Linked DNA regions of Mus musculus: region 1 is linked to region 2. The links are chromatin contacts, called in public Hi-C maps. All regions are on one chromosome and are shown on one strand. The core of a region is the stretch at or near the end of the contact, and the rest is flanking DNA. Distances in the headings are between cores, read along the strand shown.

What was found. Hi-C and Micro-C count contacts between places; a contact is called where the count stands out from the background.
Region 1: a contact with region 2 is called in a Hi-C map of cerebellum, with 2.7 times the contacts expected there. The contact joins two enhancer-like sites. A contact is called at or near these places in 1 of 15 datasets of contacts at CTCF or cohesin (the NIH/3T3 cell line), 7 of 484 Hi-C or Micro-C datasets (cerebellar granule neurons, cerebellum, cerebral cortex and 3 more) and 1 of 9 other capture datasets (embryonic stem cells).

What each region holds. Positions count from the first base shown.
Region 1 is chr1:179,062,154-179,066,067 of GRCm38.p6, forward strand. All of the region lies in intron 8 of Smyd3 (SET and MYND domain containing 3), which reads right to left. Among named protein-coding and RNA genes, the nearest start is that of Gm31349, 260 kb to the right of the region's middle. Within about 2 kb of position 2,663, at least 14 of the 459 cell types and tissues checked have an H3K27ac peak or open chromatin away from gene starts, as enhancers often do. A contact at or near this core is called in cerebellar granule neurons and cerebellum, where this site is marked.
Region 2 is chr1:178,991,230-178,994,786 of GRCm38.p6, forward strand. All of the region lies in intron 10 of Smyd3 (SET and MYND domain containing 3), which reads right to left. Among named protein-coding and RNA genes, the nearest start is that of Gm46249, 220 kb to the left of the region's middle. Within about 2 kb of position 1,507, at least 20 of the 459 cell types and tissues checked have an H3K27ac peak or open chromatin away from gene starts, as enhancers often do. A contact at or near this core is called in cerebellar granule neurons and cerebellum, where this site is marked.

The DNA.
Region 1 (3,914 bases), core at 1,413-3,912, 72 kb after region 2:
GAGAAAGGCTGGAGAGGGGCAAGGGATCGCACACAGGACCTGCTGGGAACTGTGGGGAGATCTAGAAATACAGACTCAAATGCATTCTCTGAACATTTTAGCTCCCCAAAGAGGGTGTTCACTGAGCCAGGGTCCTGGGCATATTTCACTGGAACCCAGCATGCTGACAACATCAAATCTTTTTGGCTCCAAACAGTATAAGTATAAACTATATTGCTGTAATATAAGGTCCTCATCAAACTTTGGCTGTCCTAAAATGGCATTTGGGGTACACAAAATGCTGTGATTCTCTCTTCTCATCTCAGGGTCCCCAGTGCCAGGGGTACTGTGGTGTCACCTAAGGAAACTTGTAAGATCTTACTTTTTGCTTCTTTTTAATTATTTTCTTTTTGGGTTATACTCTTTGTATGTCCAAATTATATGGCCCTAGCCATTACCATTATACTATCCATTTAACATTCCAGATGACATTGAAAGTAAAAACTTAGTGTTAGTAAGTGTTCATAAACTGGAATGTATAAGGGTTTCTTTTTTGAAGTAAGCTAATATAAAAACCTCTTTCTCAGTGCAAGAACATGGGTTGGCAGGGCACTGAGAAAGCTCTCTATGTGAAGGCTTCCGTTACTCGTCACAAACAGGAGCTGGAATGTTATGTATCTGCTTGTCTTTGTATGTCACAGGCTTTGGTTTACTCTGCTAGGCTGCAGCATCTTTCTCTCCACTCTACTGAAATTGCATAGACAGACATTCACACACACACTCTCTCTCTGCACAGGAGAACATATAGGCATAGAGTATACACACTCTACACAGGCAGACAGGCACACAGGCATGCATGCACACACACTCTGTACAGGAGGACATATAGACATATACTATGTGGACATTCACATGCACACTCTACACAGGCAGGTAGGCAGACAGACAGACAGATACACACACATGCACACACACACACTGCACAGGAGGACATATAGACATATACTATGCACAGATATTCACATGCACACTCTACACAGACAGACGACAGACAGACAGACAGACAGACACACACACACACACACACACACATACACACACACACACACACACACACACACACACACTTCCACATCCCAGGGAGGTACTTCCGGGTTGCCGAGCGCTTTGGCTTCCCCTCAGGAAGACTGTATTTGTTCCTTCAGCTCTTCCCCTCCTCAAGATCTTAGAGCAGTGGATGTGTGTGCAAATTGCCTGCAAGATCTCCTAAGAACATAGGCCCAGGTCACCTTGGCAATAGAGGGACAGACAGGTGCTCTAGTGACATCAGATTCCTTGTGACTCTCATGTATAATCAAGTCTGGAGACTACCAGGTTTGGAGGGCCTCAGCCTTTGATCTGTTTAGGGTTGTTTTTTGTTTTGTTTTGGTTTGGTTTGGTTTGGGTTTTTTTTTTTTTTTTTTTTTTTTTTTTTTTTTTTTTTTTTTTTCCTGAGACAGGGTTTCTCTGTATAGCCCAGGCTGACCTGGAACTCAGAAATCTGCCTGCCTCTGCCTCCCAAGTGCTGAGATTAAAGGTGTGCGCCACCACTGCATGGCTCTTTGATCTGTTTTTTAAAGATAGGCTTTTATTTATGTGTTGGGGGAGGCATTCCAGAGGAGGCCAGAAGAGGGACTCTGATCCCATGAAGCTTGACTCACAGGTGCTGTGAGCCCCGCTCCACCTAGGTGCTCAGGACAGAACCTGGGTCCTCTGCAAGGGCAGCAAGCATTATCAATGGCTGAGCCATCTCTCTAACCCTCAGCCTTTGGCTTCGATCTCCGGGACCATATGCAGCATTTCAGGCAACATCATTATGACTTGCTGAAAGTGCTCATGGTTTGGGGTTTTGTTTTGTTTTGTTTTGTTTTCTTTTGTCTACTTGATTTAAAATTGTTCTTCCATGTCCTCTGGGTTTGCACAAATTAGTTTATTTACAACAGATATACAGAGTGATCGATACACATCACCATGATGAATGTTGTACCCTTCAAATGGTCTCTACTTCAATACACTGTACATGAAGGCCAGGAACTGAAACTGCAGGTTCAGATGACAGGTAGTTTTGGCATGGAGAGGCTTACAGTCAGGTGGCTACAATGTTACATCTCATCTAAACCTCACACATGGTAACTTCAGGTGGCTACAATGTTACATGTCTCACATGTCTCCTTTCTAAATCTCACACATTGCAACTAGGACACACGCTCTGGGACAAGGGGTAGGGGTGGGGTGGGGTGCAGGAATGGGGACCTTTGCTGCCCAGGATTTGGAGTGAAGGCTTAGTAGGGGAGACTCAGAAGAATCAGCCAAGAGCACAGAAGCAGAGATGGTGGCTGGTCCACAGGCAACATCAGAAGAAAGCAATGGGCTGGGGAGGGCAGTAAGTTGTTTGATGTCCTTGCCCATTGTGCCTTGGTTACCACTGATCTACTGACATCAGGGGAGCAAGGGCTTAGAAAGTAGAATAGGAGAGAGGACTCAGGAGGCTATGGTGAAGGAGGGGCCAAGTGAGGACATACAGGACAGCTTGGCAAGGCAAGAGCCTAGCAGAAGGAAGGGCTGGAGCAGCTACGGTGTCCAACGGTGGCACACGGGGCTTTTCATCAGTAGCTCCGGCATTACAGGTGCTAGAGCAGTGGGAACACACTGCTGACGTCATCCTCGGCTGAGAAAGAGAAGGCAGGGGGCTGCAGAAAAGCAGAGCTCAGGGTGTGAGCCGAAGTGAACATGAGGCTGGGCAGAAGAGAGGACGCCAAACACAGAGAGAAGAGACTTTGCTCACAGAAGCAAATGACCTTCCTTTTCTCCAGCTAAGATTTGCCTTATAAAACGGGACTGTGGCTGCCTGGTGACTGGCTAACCCTGGAAGATGGATGGTGCTACCACACCACATCTAAGAACTTTGTTTTGTAACAACGAAGCCGCAGAGTTTGCTAATGAGGAGATTCTAAGTTTATAAAGCTGTCCAATCATCACTTTGAGAGCAGGCGGGCTTGGCTCATCTGTAGCCTGTGCAAACACACTGGTTCAGCATCTACAGAAAACCCTCAGACTGCTGACGGAAACCAGCCCCAAGGAGCTTCCCAGTAGGAGCAGGACTAGAGGACCCAGGCCGCAGGGCACCTGGAAGGAGCCAGCCAGAACCATGGGCTCACATGGGCTCTTGTGAGGAAGCAGTGCAATTCCAGAGGAGACATGGCGGCTGACAGAAAGACCCTGATGTTGCTAAGATACGCAATCCTAAAGGAATGCTGAGAGAGACTAGGGAGAAACCCTGCTTTTTAGAATAAGGAAGACATGCTGGGAGCTGAAGGCTTAAGTCAGGTGGGAGAGGGGGAATGGGAGAGCAGAGAGCTCTAGGACAGGGTTGGCCAAAATTAAGACTCTGTGAAAACATTTATGGAAGCCTACTACTTGCTAAGCTATTAAAAATAAGATTCTTTTTAGAAGAAGCTTGAACTGAGGTACCTTGCATAGATGGACAGTCTTTCCCCAGATAACACAGGTCATTAAGAAAAAAATCTCAGTACCAGGCATGGGGCACTTCCCTATGAGGTATTGGATAGTGAGGCCCAGGGGGCCCTCTGACAACACTGATTGTGGCCAGTGCTCCTGGCTGCCTACCATAATGACACAGCAAGACCCTACTGCTGAGGACACAACACATGTTGGCTGCAGGACATAGAGAAATCAAACTGGAACTGTACTGGGAACTTCCTTGGTACAAGCTGGCTTTCCTAGCATTAGAATGTGCTATAGAGGCCCCCAGGAGAGAAAGGTATTCAGTGGACATTCCCAATGGTGGACCTGTATACTATAATATAAACATTCAGGCAACATGTGCCGAGGGGTGCAATAGTGGGGTGACTTATGGAGGTCACCAAAGGCTTTCT
Region 2 (3,557 bases), core at 257-2,756:
CTGCAAAATAGCATATGAAAACTGCGGGAGTCCCAAAGTCAGGGCAGAGTGGCACTGTGACTTTGTCAGTAACTGAGGTTTATATGTTCATTGTCTGTGTTTTTCTTGAGTGGGGCCATGGAGCAGGGCTCTGCCGGGCGGATTATCATTTTCTGAAGGTAATGAGTTTACCTATCTCTTAGAAAAGAAAGGGAGAGAGGGGTTGGGGGTGGGGGGTGGGGGAGACTTGTGTGAACCTCCTGTGAGCATCGGGAGGCACCGGCTCTGCAGAAATTCAATTTATTCCTCTGCTCCTTTCTAGTCTCCCAGCCAGACTGTTGGCTAGAGCCACTCATCCTGTGTTTTGGAAATCACTGGAAAATCCTCAGCAGAGACCCCATGTGGCACTGCCAGCCTTATCCTGAGGCCTCATCTTCCTTCCCTGTGTGTGGTTATGTTTATGTCCCTCCAGAATGCCCGCCACTTCCCTTTCCTCAGAGCCACTCCCTTCCTCCCTAGAAGTTCTCACTGTCAGGCTCAGTGACACAGGACCACCTGATTAGACTGCTTCACAAAATGTCTAGTTTAGACGGGTGGAAAGAGGGGGAGAGAAAGAGAGAGGGAGTGGGGAGAGAAAGAGTGAAGGGGGGCAGGCAGAGACGGGGGAGGTGAGCAGAGAATCCTACCCATAGGCTGGATTATTGATACAGCTAAGACCATATCCTAGGACCCTCCGAGGGGTTTAGACATTCATCCATTTCATTAAGAAGTTGTTATTTGTTGCTTACAATAAATTCCTGTTACAGGAATGGAGGATGGAGGCAAACATTACTGTGGACATTAAAATTCACAAAAGTTGATGACTTAGCTTAAGTCACATAACATAACATACTGCAAAATAAGTCTGTATTTTAATGTTTTTTGGGGGGTGCTTAGAGCTATTAGCAGGGGTTCTCTTTGCTATCAGATTTCTAGGTTTTTATGCTTAATCTTCATGGCACAGGAGACCCCAAAAGAGGTGCGTTGTGATGATGGGCAATAAGCAAGCTCCTTATTCAATCTAGGAGGCCATATTTCCATCCTATTAACCCCTCAGGAACATGGGAGTTTGACGTTCTACTAGTTTATCCTTTCCTGGAGGTACCAGATCAATGGGGCACAAAGTGAGTCTGTCAAGATACTGCTAAGCAATGATTCATAAACAGGTCAAATAGTCTGTAGTTAGCACATAGCTTGGTTTTGTTTGTTTGTTTTTAATAAATGTGACCCTTGTAGCAGAAAGGGAGCCATCAAGCAGGGGTTGGCGTGGGAAGGTACATAGGACACTCACAGGGCTCCTCTGGCTTTGTCCCCTCACCTCTGTGGCTACTGCCACCCAGGGTTGGGATGATGATGAAATATGTCCCCTCATAGCTCTGACACACGGAGCAACACTCCCTGGCAAAGGCTTGCTTTCCAGAGGTGCAAGCAGCATGCTCTCTGTAGTCCTGTTCAGGAGACTTCCACCTGCTGCCTCATTTCTGGCCAGGATGGAGCAGTGCCAAAGCTCTCTGGGAAATGACCAGTGACCTACTTACCACAGGTGTCCCGATGTATTAAGACTTTCAAAGCTCAAGCTGTCACTTTCCTTATGTATGTATGTATGTATGTATGTATGTATGTATGTATGTATGTATATATGTATATGTGTATGTATGTATGTATGTATGTGTGTATTTAATGCACACATATGCCATCACGTTCCTGTAGACAACCACGGCCAACTTGTAGGTTCTTTCCATCTACCCCCAGGGTCCCAGAGATTGAAATCAGGTTGTCCTGCTTGGTCACAGCTTCCTTTAGCATAACTCATTCATCACATGGACCACGGTAATTTTTATATGGCATACACCTGTGCCTTTCTTTTCCCTCTCTTTTTAATCTAGTAATAAACTTGTGTATGTGTGTGTGTGTGAGTGTGTGTGTATGTGTGAGTATGTGAATATGTGTGTATGTGTGAGTATGTGAGTGTGTGTGTATATGTGTGAGTGTGTGTGTGTATGTGTGGTGTATGTGTGTGTGTGCGTGTGCTCTCGCAGATCCCTGCAGAGACCAGCAGAAGGCACCCGATCCCTTGGAGCTGAGTTACAGGCAGTACTGAGCTGCCCACTGTGGGTGCTGGGAACTGAACTTCCTCAGGAGGAGCAGTCAGAGCTCTTAAGCGCTCAGCCATCTCTCCATCCTCCTAGCTACTTTTAAAAAATGATTTTTGCAAAGATTTTTCTGTTTGACTGAATTCCTCAGTGTCATAATGCAATTTAATATATAAACATTGTTTTGTTTTGTTCTGTTGACTACAGCTTTCAGATTAATCAGTTCTATTCAACTCTCCCATTCTCGTTTTAATTGATTGGCCACTCACTCCAGAAGGCTCTGTTTCTCTTTAAGTGTTTGCATTATATTTAGGACTTTTAGTCTACTGTTTTGTTTTCATATGGAATGAATTTGCTGCTGTTGGTCGTTCTGACTGTCCTTGATGCTCTCTGAAGTGCAAACGTCAGAGTTCTTTGGAAAGTTGTTGGACGGTGTTTTGCTGGAGCAAACACATGCAGGAGTGTTTTCCTGAAGTGGACACAACTGAAAGCACGTTTTGCTAAAGCAGACATGTGAAGGAACATTTTAGTGAAATAGACACAGGTGAAAGGCTAAGGCAGACTTCTGAAAGAACATTTTACTGAAGTAGACACAGGTGAGAATATGTTCTGCTAAAGCAAGCACGAGAAAGGACACGTGATAAAGGATTCTTCGCTAACCACACAAATGTATCCATCTGCCTCATATGCACTGTTGAGTTCCATTTGTCAGGACTTCATAGAGAAACACACACACACACACACACACACACACACACACACACACACACACACACACACAAACTTCTGGTGGTGTGCTGAGGCTTCTTGCTGCTTCCACAGACTCGAGCTGATTGGATTGGCAGAGTGATGTCAGCTCAGACAGGCGCATGTGCTGAGGCAAGACCGGTGAAGTACACGTGAAGTTTGGAGGGAGACTGGACCGACAGTGAAGGGGGTGAAGCTTGGGTTGCTTGTATAGCTTCTTGGTCTCCCTTTGCTGAGAGAGACACAGCAGAGACGTTCTCCTGGTGTCGCTCTTGGTCCCTCCTGCTGACTGGTGCTGACTTGGCTGAGGCCTGGCTGTCTCTGCTAGGTAGCGCCACTGCTGCTGCTACCCTGACACTACTGAACTGAACTGCAGGCATATTCATGAAGTGTCTGCGAGTGGATCAAGCTGCCACTGTGTATCCTTGAACTGAACTGATTTCCTGGCAGTGCAGATGGGATTTGCTCCAAAGAACCATTCCTAAGCAGACCTACCTCCCTCATATCCTTTCTTTTCCACGACCTCTGGTGGGTGGTGGGCTAAAAGGGAGATTAAAACGTTTAAGAGCCATCATTAAAAGTAGGCTTTGAAAAATTAAAGTTACAGCTCTCTTTCCTTGTCATGAACAGAATCTCTGGTGGTGGGTTGAGGTATCCTACTCTCAATGACACAGATGGAGACCTGTCACTCAGGTAGAA